Linked DNA regions of Arachis hypogaea: region 2 is linked to region 1. The links are chromatin contacts, called in public Hi-C maps. All regions are on one chromosome and are shown on one strand. Each heading gives the region's core, a stretch centred on a gene start, on an enhancer-like site or on the middle of the called end of the contact. The rest is flanking DNA. Distances are from core to core; before and after follow the strand shown.

Region 1 (5,748 bases), core at 1,018-3,517:
TGGTATAATATTAATCTTCATTTAGTTTATTTGTGTGATTTATCCATAAAAAAAAACTTCCCTAATGCTTGATCGCTTGTGTACCAGTTTGGTAACAGCAATCATAGTTATTAAAACCGGACCAGACCAATCAATTTGACTGAAAATTTGGTGAATCGGATCCAATATTACTTTGGTCCGATATTTAGACCACACAAGATGTAGAACCGAAATGAATCGGTGAAACCCAAAATAAACCGGTGAGAACTAGTAAAATTCGGTAAGACTGATCCGACCGAATCATTTAAAATTTAAAATTTCTCAAAATGTGTGAGATGGAGTTCGAACCCTGTCCTTTGTGAGAAAAATATTTTTTCTTATCACCGAGCTATCATATGTTATATTAATATATATGCAAATTAAAATAAATATAGATATCTTTAATTAAATAGTTTACTTCTATTTAATTTATTTTAATTTTAGTTATAAATTCACTCTTTCTTAAATAAATTATATTTTTATTTAATAATAATTATAAACTCACTTATTTTTTTCATAATTATATAATATATATTAATATTATTTCTAAATAAAAACTTCTAGTATATAATAGTATAATAAATATAAACTAATTAATAAATTATTAAAATTTTAAAATAATAGTTATTTTAATATAAAAATAAAATAAAAATATTTATGATAGATTAAAATTAATAAAATACTTATTATTCCTGTTTTATATTGTTTTAGAATAGTTAAATATTTTTAAAATATTAATAAAAATATATATTTTAAATTTTTTATTTTTTTATTTATATAGAACTGGATCAATCAACTCAACCGATAATTAATAATCTAATGATCCAATAATATAACCGTTCGATCACAGATTTAATTCTAAGAACTATGGCAGCAATAACCAAAGAGATAGGCTTAGGCGTGTAAAGATTAGGAAATGGATCAGGGGTTGTAAGTGGTTGGGTTGAATTGGGTTGTTGGGCATGGGCCAGAGTCCAAAAAAAGAAGACCCCTCCCTCATATATATGACTATATAAGTGTGTTTGACAAAAAAAAAAACTATATAAATGTGTAATAATGGCAAAAAAACAAAAAAGCAAAAACAAAACATAAACAAAAATAATAACACAAAAATGGTGACTATGTCGCAAAAATTTTTTTGTATGACTGCAAGGTTGGTGATATGTTATAAACTAATAATATGGCAAGAGATGGGATAATATATATATATATACATATACCAGGGAAAGAAAAAATTGCTCCATGCAATTTCTATCCTGATCAGGAGAAAGGAAAATCGATTGGTACGATTTCCCAATCGTGCAATTCAATAACAGATTGCACCCTGCAATCCTGTTTTTTTCAAAAATTTAAAAAGTAAAAAAAAATGAAATTGCATCATGCGATTTCTGTATTTTAAAATTTGAAAATTAAAAATCAAAATTGCATTCTACAATTTTTGTATTTCTAAATTTAAAAAAAAATTACAAAATACTCCTTCCGAATTCTTTTTTGTAAAACGATCTTTGATATTTTGAAAAAATTACATAAATACTAATATTCTTGAAATTCATGGCCTCATACCATTTTTTTCCCTATGTTAGTGTGTAATGGCGAAAAAGAAAAAGAAGTAAATAAAAACATAAAAATGGTGATTATTATATCTGGGTGCAATAGGCATATGCCTTTAGTAAAATAATAAAAATATTTTATATTTTATTTAATTTGAGATCATATATTTTTTTAGATCTTACTCATTTAGGTGTGCCTTTTATAATAACAAAAAAAAATTTTTAATAAAATAATGTTACGTATTTAAATATTTTATTAATTAAGTTCAATTAAATTAGTTTCTCATAAATAAAAATGAGTTATAAATAATATGGAATGTGTTCTATTTATATAGACCTAGTGAGTTTAGTTTCAGCTCACTCCATATAAAGGTGGAGTGAATTAGAAATAAATTCTCTCCAATTTTTTTAACATTTGAAAGAATAAAGTATAATCTCTCACTTTTAATTTTATAATTAAGACCAAAATTAAATATAAAAAAATAATAAAAGATTAGATATAAGAACAAAAATAATAAAAAATTAAATTTAATATTAAACACCATTCAACTTTTTTTTTTCACGAAAAAAAATCCACTCCAACAAATCAAAGGGGCCTTTACCATCTTTGAATGGACCAACTAGTTCGAAAGGATCAGTTCGAGTCCCATGACCCGTGATTTGAGCCGATGTGGAGAGCAAACTATAAAGGCTCCGCTTCCCTACTACTAGGATTATGATTGTGTAAATGATAGCCAATCCATTGAGTCGATAATGCACAGTGTCACCCATCTCTTTTTGTGATTTATTTAGAGAGAGAAAAAATTAATATTAAAGTCTAAGGTAGATATATTTTTTAAATTATTTTTGTGACTATTATATATATTATTATAATTATTTATATATCATTAATGCTTTATTTTATTGCATCTAATTATTTTATGTGTTGTCCCTTTTTTAAGTGGAGTTTGGTTAAAGATATTATTATTGTTATTATCATATTATTTATTTTTTATTTTTTCGGTCCACACTACAAGAAAAATAGTAAATACCGTCATTTATCATTAAATTTAGCGTCGGATATTAACAGCGAATTTTTTGTCAAATTGATTGTCGGATTTGGCATAAAATTCATCATCCTAAAATATTACAGTCGATAAATTTGACGAGACAATCTGACGATAACAATATTTAATGAAACACTACATTTGGGAACACGGAACACGATACAGTTGAATTCATCCGACGGTAATAATATCTTAAATGAAAGTGCAAACATCGTCTCCCCCATTTCAAATTTCACATATACTCTCTTCATCTCCACCCTCTCTCTCTCATCACCACCATTATCTCAGTGCTTTGTCGCCTCCTGTGGCCGCCGGGAGCACCGCCGTCGCCACCCCTCTCCGGGTTGCCGTCATCCCTTTACGGATACCCCTCTTTCTTCTCCTTCTTCCCCTCTCTCTATCCCCTTCGCCGTAACCACCATCCACTGTCACAGAAATTTTGGTGACTACCACTGCAACATCCACGTGTTCTCTTATTTCTTGTTCTGTTTTTCATTACAGGTTCTTGAACAATTCTTTTTCAATTTTTTTAATTGTAGTTTAATGTAGTTTAGGTTTGAGTAGAATTTCAATATTAATTATGAATCAGTTTTGAAGTTAGTTCAGTTTAGTTTTTTACTTTTAGTGGATTTAGGTCGATTAAGTTAGGTTAGATTCAATACATTAGGTTTGGAATAGTTGAAGTATTTGGAATTATCTAATAGTGTTGATTGTTGTGTTGATGACTGTTTTGCTGAGAAATTATTACTGAGATTATTAGATAATTTTTTTTAATTTAGTTTAATTTAGTTTAAGTTTGAGTATAGTTAGAATTTTAAATTTAAATCAGTTTCAGAGTTAGTTCAGTTTAGTTTTCTAATATTAGTGTATTTAGGTTGATTAAGTTATGTTTGATTCAATACATTAGATTTTAAATGCTTGAAGTATTTGGAATTATCTAATTGTGTTAATTACTGCGTTGATGACTGTTTTGCTGAGAAATTATTGCTGAAATTGTTAGATAATTTTTTTAATTTAGTTTAGGTTTGAGTAGAATTAGAATTTTAATTTTAAATCAATTTCAAAGTTAGTTCAGTTTAGTTTTCTAATATTAGTGTATTTAGGTTGATTAAGTTATGTTTGATTCAATACATTAGATTTTGAATGTTTGAAGTATTTGAAATGATCTAATTGTGTTAATTACTGCGTTGATGATTGTTTTGCTGAGAAATTATTGCTGAAATTGTTAGATAATTTTTTTAATTTTAGTTTAATTTAGTTTAAGTTTGAGTAGAATTAGAATTTTAATTTTAAATCAGTTTCACAGTTAGTTCAGTTTAATTTTTCAATATTAGTGTATTTAGATTTATTATGTTAAGTTTGATTCAATGCATTAGATTTTTAATGCTTGAAGTGTTTGAAATTGCCTAATTATGTTAATTGTTATGTTGATGACTGTTTTGTGAAGAAATTGTTGCTGAGATTGTTAGATAATTTTTTTAATTTTAGTTTAATTTAGTTTAGGTTTGAGTAGAATTAGCATTTTACTTTTGAATCAGTTTCTAAGTTAGTTCAATTTAGTTTTCGAATCTTAGTGGATTTAGGTTGATTAAGTTAGGTTAGATTGAATACATTAGGTTTTGAGTTATGAAAGTGTTTGGAATTGTAAATTCTGTTATTTTGCTAAGGCATTCTTGCTGAGATTGTTAGATAATTTTTTTAATTTTAGTTTGATTTATTTTAGGTTTGAGTGGAATTAGAATTAGAATTTTAATTTTAAATCAGTTTCAAAGTTAGTTTAGTTTAGTTTTTTAATATTAGCGTATTTAGGTTGATTAAGTTATGTTAGATTTAATACATTAGGTTTATAAGCAATGAATTTAAGGTTAGAATGAACATTACTTTAATTAGTTAAAATTCATTTATTACAGGAAGTTTTAGAAAGAAAACAAAAAGAAATAGAACAAAAAGGAGGATGGAGAACAACAAACAGAAAGCTCTTTGTGACAAATAGTGACAAGCAGAAAGCTTTCTGTGAAGGACAGAAAAATCACTGGAAGGAAAAGGTGAAGGGCGTACAACATAAACTCCACTACGTGAGGGAAGAAAAAGCATCTGCGCGTACCCACAAGCATATATCATTCACCATTTCACATAGTATGTGGACAACTTCACGTATGACTTGGCCTGTGTGTGTACGCACAAGTGTGTGCGTATACACAAGAAGCAGATTTTGGACAGTGTGCACATGCGCACAAATACATTTTTCACGTTGTATGTAGAATTCTCTACGTGCAACGCCAGAACCCAACAGAAGCGTCAATTTGAGAAGTCAAAGCCCACGTACAACGTGAAATACCTCACGTACGATATGGGAATACAAAGCTTCACATACAATGTTGAAGACTCTATGTACCATGTGGGTTAATTAATACTCCCGGGGTCTCAATTCAAGCAACCCAATTGTCCAATTCTTCATCAATTCAAGGCTCAACTCAAAGTCCACCAATCACATATCAATTGAGGATTAAAAGGAGATAAAGATTGAAAGTTATGCTAGAGGCAATCATTAATTAAATAGATTTGATTCTGTTTTGATTTTGATTTTGTTTTAATTTGAATTTGAATTTAAATTAGGGTGAGCATTTAAGGAGAAGTCAGACACTTTGTTTAGGACTTCTTCTTCTTCTTCGATTGTTTTAATTTTCTTAAGGATTTTCTGAAGAATATGAGTTTCTAATTCTCCTCGGTTAAGGTTAGGAGCTCTGTTGATTTCATAGATTAATATTTTAAGCTTTTCTATCTTTGATTTATGCATTGATATCTTTTCAAAAAAATATTTTCGTTCTTCATCTTAAAAAGTTTGAATGTGTTGGAAACAATTCTTCTATGATTTGAATTCTTTTAACTTTGTGAAAAAGTTGATTAATTGAATTAAGCTTGAAAAACGATTCTCATAATTTTTAAGTTTTAAAACTGGATTGATAAATTACATAAAATCAACTAGAAAAGATTCTTATGAATTGTGTAGTTTTATAAATCAGTGGATATTCTTCAACTCTTTTCTTAAATAATTGGCTAAGGGATTAGCGATTGATTACTAATGATTTGCCATAAAAGTATCTTTGCATGATTAAGGTGGAAAGTGAAAAATA
Region 2 (5,748 bases), core at 1,065-3,564, 35 kb after region 1:
CTACAAGGTAGAATATATATATATGCCATAGAAATGTAATTGTAATTGAAATTTCAATCGTCAAAGAGATTAAAGAATTTGACATCACCTCTACTAAGGCATATTCTATCACATACATTAATCATAAGGATGACATCAAATTAGCAATTACTGCAAAATCAACTACCATCTATGAGTAACACATTGTTAAAGCATTACTGTTCTGTCTTATAATAGAAAGTTTTAAGGGTTTTTTTTTTTTTCATAATAATGAACTATTTCACATTAGTTTAAAAAATATAATAGAATAAAAATAAATAAACAAGTATTTAGTTATAATTAATTAATTGTGGACTAAAAATTTTGCACTAAAGATGATAAAAAAAAATCTTTATAACACTGTACATACATCCACAAGATTAAGAACCCTACCATTTCCACCCTTTATCCTTCCAATTCATTTGATACCTCTATAGACCACATGAGTCCTTGTCTAATGCCAGCAGCATCAAAATCAAACAAATTATTGCTAGCCATTCAAGTCAAGAACCAATCTAGTTAGTAAGCTTGTTTTGCTCCATTCTACTATCATCACACAAATCATAAAGCCACTTGTACGTGGACCCCACCTCTCTAATACCCTGCCTTATTGTTCTTGAATCCCTTTGCTAAGTGAAAACATAGAAACAAATAAAAAAGTGTTACAAATAACCAGGACTAACGAAAAAATTAATTCTTTGTTTTACAAACTAGCTACTAGGCCCGAAGAAAAATTTGGCATACTTACTAATTGATATTTACAATATTTTTTCAAAATATCCACAACTAATAAAAGAAAGTGACTATTTTCTTAGATCGATGCAAAGCTTCTCTAGAAACATAAATTCCTGAGCGTAAAATTCAAGCCAACAGGGATCAAACTCTGAAGGAAATAGCTAAAATCCCAACTAGCTATTAACTCTGATATTAGAGAAATACTTATAAATGAAATTCGTAAAATCGAAGAATCATAGTCCTAAAGTACAAGAAATAAGGTCAACAGAATTAACCGCCTCCACATTCTTTTCCACCCATCTTAACCAAAACACCCCACAGCCGTTGGATCTCTCCGAAAACATCATCGGACGGCAACCTGAGCCTGCAGCAGGGACAAGTGTTCCTCTTTCCAAGCCACGGCAAAATGCACATCCAATGAAACAAATGCTGACATGGCAATTCGCAAACGTCCCTCCCCACGCGCATCTCTTCTTTGCAAATCACACACTCTTTTCCTCCAACCGCCACCTCCACCGCCGGCAAAGCCACTACCGCCGCCGCCGCTGCTGCCACCTCCACCTCCTCCTTATTATTCCCTCTCCCTACACAACATCCCATGGACCCCACCAGCCCCATGCACCGAACCACCGTTTCCACATAAGGGATCAAGATCGTTCCGTTACACTCCCCAATACTTGGTAATCCAAAACCGCCACAAAAAGAAACGGCCGCCAATATTTTCTCCCGGAAAGCCCTTCTCAAATTCACCCTCCATTCCGAAAAGGAATCTTCTAAAAGCTCGGGGTTGTGGTTGTGCGTCTCGCAGAACAAGAGAAGGAGGAGAACCGCGTCGAGATCGCGTTGCCGCATTGAAGTTGACAATGGTGGCGGCATTGCGGCGTGGCGAGTGAGTGTGTGGAGAGAAGAGAGGAGGTGGCGCGCGATGAGGAGGGTTTTTTGGTGGAGAGAGAGGGTATGGAGATGGTGGAGGGTTAGAGAGAAGAGGGTTGGGGAGGAGAGGAGGAGGGCGAGGCGGTGGGTGCGGTGGTTGGTGGCGGAGATGATGGAGTGGGTGAGATTGGAGACGGTGGTGGGAGAGAGAGTGGAGAGTGCTGCCATGATTGTTGATGATGTTGAAGATGTTGTTGCTTCTTCCATTGTTATTATGGGATCATGATGTGTTCTTTTTTATTTCTTGGACTTTGTTGGCTTTAGTTTCTGTTTCTTTTTCTTTTTCTTTTTCTTGCTTTTGTTTTGTTTGGTTTAAGACGGTGGTGATGGTGGTGGTGATGATGAGAATTGATAAGCGAAGTAGGGGGTTTGTGGCTTTATATGTACGTGTGGGCTTGTGATTACCGTCGTTAAAATGCAACAAGTCCAATTTATATTCACACCTAATTTGTGCTTATATAATAATTTTTTTATCCGAAGAACTAAGAATGAAAATAACGTTAGCAAAAAGGGGGGAAAACCAGAATCAATGTACTTTTAATTAACAATTAGTTAATTTTTTGAAGATTTAATTATTTTATTGTTCTTATAGTTTTGTGAAATTTTTAATTAGTTTTTTATATTTTTTTTTCTTTTAATTGGTCTCTATACCAATTTTTTTTAATTGAATCCCTAGATTTTTTTTCTTTTTATTTGAGTTTTTACACAAATTTTTTTTTAAGTTGGTCTATAATTAAACCAATTACTACTAAGAGGGACTTAATTGAAAAAAAAATTTAGTACAGGAACTCAATTAAAAAAAAAAGTATAAGAATCTAACTAAAAATTTCGCAAAACTATAGAGACCAATAGAGTAATTAAACATTTTTTTAATTCTTTTTATAGTAACAACTCAAACTATATCAACCGTTAAACATTCTTTATTTTTATTATTGATTATTATTGGTTAAAGAAAGTTAATTTCCGGAAAAGAGGTAAAAAATTTCTTGATACTTATATTTTCTTTTTCTTTATGCATTATATTTTTGTCTAGTGCCTATAAACATGAAATACATAAATATAATAGAATTATAATTTTCATACATTAATAGTGTAAACAAATTTTATATATACATTTAATTATTTATTGTCACATTATCAAAATTAAAATAATTAATTTTTAAAAATTTATTATTTAGAAAATTATCTAAATATAAAAAAAATTCTATTTTTTTCTTTTAAAAAATACTAAAATGATATTTTTCTTTTTTCTATTTATAAAATGTACATCTCTTTATAACTTTTAAAAAACTTATTCTTTAATCTATTTTAAATTTTTTGTGTTAACTAATGTTAATTTTATTCATTTTTCAAGAAAAATAAATTATTTTTTACAAAAATATCCTTTAGTAAAAATTTTATTTTTTTGTCATTAAATTTTGCTTACCAAAATATCATTTAATAAATTATTTTTTTCTAAAATACCCTTCAATAATTTTTTAATTATTAAATTATAATTTTATCAAAATTTTCGTTAACAATTTTTTTTATATTGTACTATTAATTTTTCGATATCAATATATATTATTTTAACATTAAATAAAAAAAGTCTTACCACTGTTAATATGTATATCAATTAATATATATTGATATTGAAAATGATCTTATCAAGATTTTTTTTATTTAATGCTAAAATAATATATATTGATATTAGAAAATTAATAGTAAAATATAAAGTAATTGTTGATGAAAATTTTGGTAAATCACAATTTAATAATTAAAAAATTATTGAAAGATATTTTAAAAAAATAATTTATTAAAGAGTATTTTGGTAAGCAAAATTTAATAACAAAAGAATAAAATTTTGCTAAAGGGTATTTTTGTAAAAAAATGGATAAAATTAACATTAGTTAACCCAAAAAATTTAAAATGAATTAAAAATAAGGTTTTTTAAAAATTATAAGAGAAGAAAATATACATTTTATAAATAGAAGAAAGAGGAGTGTCATTTTAACATATCTCAAAAGAAAGGAATAAAATTTTCTCCTAAATATATGATTATATAAAATTTTTTACATTATTAATATTTTAAAATTAAATTAAATGTAATAATACATAAAAAGAGAAACAATAACTAAAAATGCATTGTTGCAGTGTAAATTTCAAAAAGAATGATAATATTAATATGTTTTCAAGGTTTTTTAATCAATATCTTATTTAACCATATCTGTTGTGGCAAATTTATTTATTATTTTTTATTTAAATAAACTAAACAAAAGAAAAAAAAACAAAGAGTTTCTTAAACAGAGGGATAGCTTTATTTAAAATTATTGTTAAATTTCTCCCAAAAAAAGAAATTTTATTTAATAAAATTATAATTTTATTGTCATTTTTGTTATAATATATATCATCATATTAATATCTTTCATAATCAAACGAAAATTAATACATCAATTCTAATGTATAATATTTTTTATTTTAAATATCAATAAATTAATAAATCCAAAATTATCTTAGTGATCAGTAATACGATTAAATCCAAAATCTATTTATCATTGATGATTGTGCTTCAGTTAATTTGAGACAATTACTATTAGGATTTAGTTGTGCTTCATTTATCTATTTAGTTTTCCTTTTGTAGACAATGCTTCAGTTAATTTGAGGGGCAGTAAAATCAACCTATTATAAAGATTTTTATAGTAGTTGTACAGTGTTAATTACTCTTTCTTTATTTACACGATTTGACGAACAACACTTTATCTAACTAGCTAGATAGGTGGGTTCTAGACTTCTAGTTTGGTCATTCAGTCATAAGTGGTTTCAATTTATGATATAACAACCACCCAACACTACTTGAGATTATATTTTCTAATAAGAGAATATGTATAAGTAATAAAGAAGGAGAATAATAATTCTATAATTCTTTACATTAGAAAATCCAAGATTCCTAGTCTTTTGTTATTATACTAATTTATTATTAAAATTGTAGAAACCTAAAAGAGTATATATTTTTCAACAAAAATAATTACCTCATTCTTATAAGAGTAATTATCTATTCAAAATTTTTAAAGTCCAACATTTTAATTAGTTTTTTATATTTTAAAATATACAAAATAATTTTTAATATTAGTTTTATTAAACAATACAATTCTTTACAATTTGATCTGTTAAATAATAATCGTTATTGTTAATATGAAATATTAATTCGTACATGTGACTATATTAAATATTTACGTGTGTGAGATAAGATAAAATATAAAACAATTTTCAATAAATTTAAAAAATCTTAAAATAATTTTAAAAAATTTTTAAAATTCTAAAATAATCTCTTCGATGTTATGCTTCTATCGAATGTGCCACTGGTTGTGGAAAGTTTAAACAACAATGGTAATTATTTTTAAGTTAATAAATTTTAATTTCCAAAATTTTTTATTTATCTCAAATTTGCTTTATATATATATATATATATATATATATATATATATATATATATATTTATATTCAAAACAAATTATAAATTAATTTTAAAAAGATATTATTTCTTAAAAAGAATTAAATAACTTAAAATATATGAATTATTATTTATTTTTTTCGTACAAGATATTAATTTAATTTAATACAATAAGTACAATATTTTAAGATAATTTCTTAACGAGAAAGAAGACAATGAACTAATTTTTGAAAAGAGATGAGAAGACATTTATTTAACCTTTTTTTTCTAAAGAAATAATTGGAAATATTTGTACAAGTGCTTATGAAGTAGGGTGGCAACATGCACCCTACCCGCAAGTATCCAATCCGAACCCACCCGATTCACAGTGGGTACGGTAGGGTTCTCATGCGGGTCGGGTAGGTGCGAGTTGAGCAGCACCCTACCCGACCAACCTGCACCCTATATATGTATATGTTATATACTTATATAAAAATATGGTTTAAGTGGATGTTGAACCAAAAACCTCTCACTAAATGTAAAAGATACTTAGTTACTAAAAGATTATCATTAATTGATAATTTAATACTTTTTTTACTTAAAAGTTAGTTCTATTTTAAATTATCATCAAGTTATATAATAATGTTGCATCT

What was found. Hi-C and Micro-C count contacts between places; a contact is called where the count stands out from the background.
Region 2: a contact with region 1 is called in a Hi-C map of leaf, with 6 times the contacts expected there. The contact joins the promoter of LOC112742613 here to the enhancer-like site in region 1. A contact is called at or near these places in 2 of 8 Hi-C or Micro-C datasets (leaf and an unstated tissue).

The regions. Positions count from the first base shown.
Region 1 is chr2:34,335,139-34,340,886 of arahy.Tifrunner.gnm2.J5K5, forward strand. All of the region lies in intron 1 of LOC112742597, which reads right to left. Among protein-coding and RNA genes, the nearest start is that of LOC112742607, 6.9 kb to the left of the region's middle. Within about 2 kb of position 2,268, at least 2 of the 3 cell types and tissues checked have open chromatin away from gene starts, as enhancers often do.
Region 2 is chr2:34,370,057-34,375,804 of arahy.Tifrunner.gnm2.J5K5, forward strand. LOC112742613 (E3 ubiquitin-protein ligase SGR9, amyloplastic) reads right to left here and starts at 2,315. Exons shown (of 1, transcript XM_025791855.3): 1 at 698-2,315. The coding sequence starts at 1,893. The coding sequence ends at 1,024.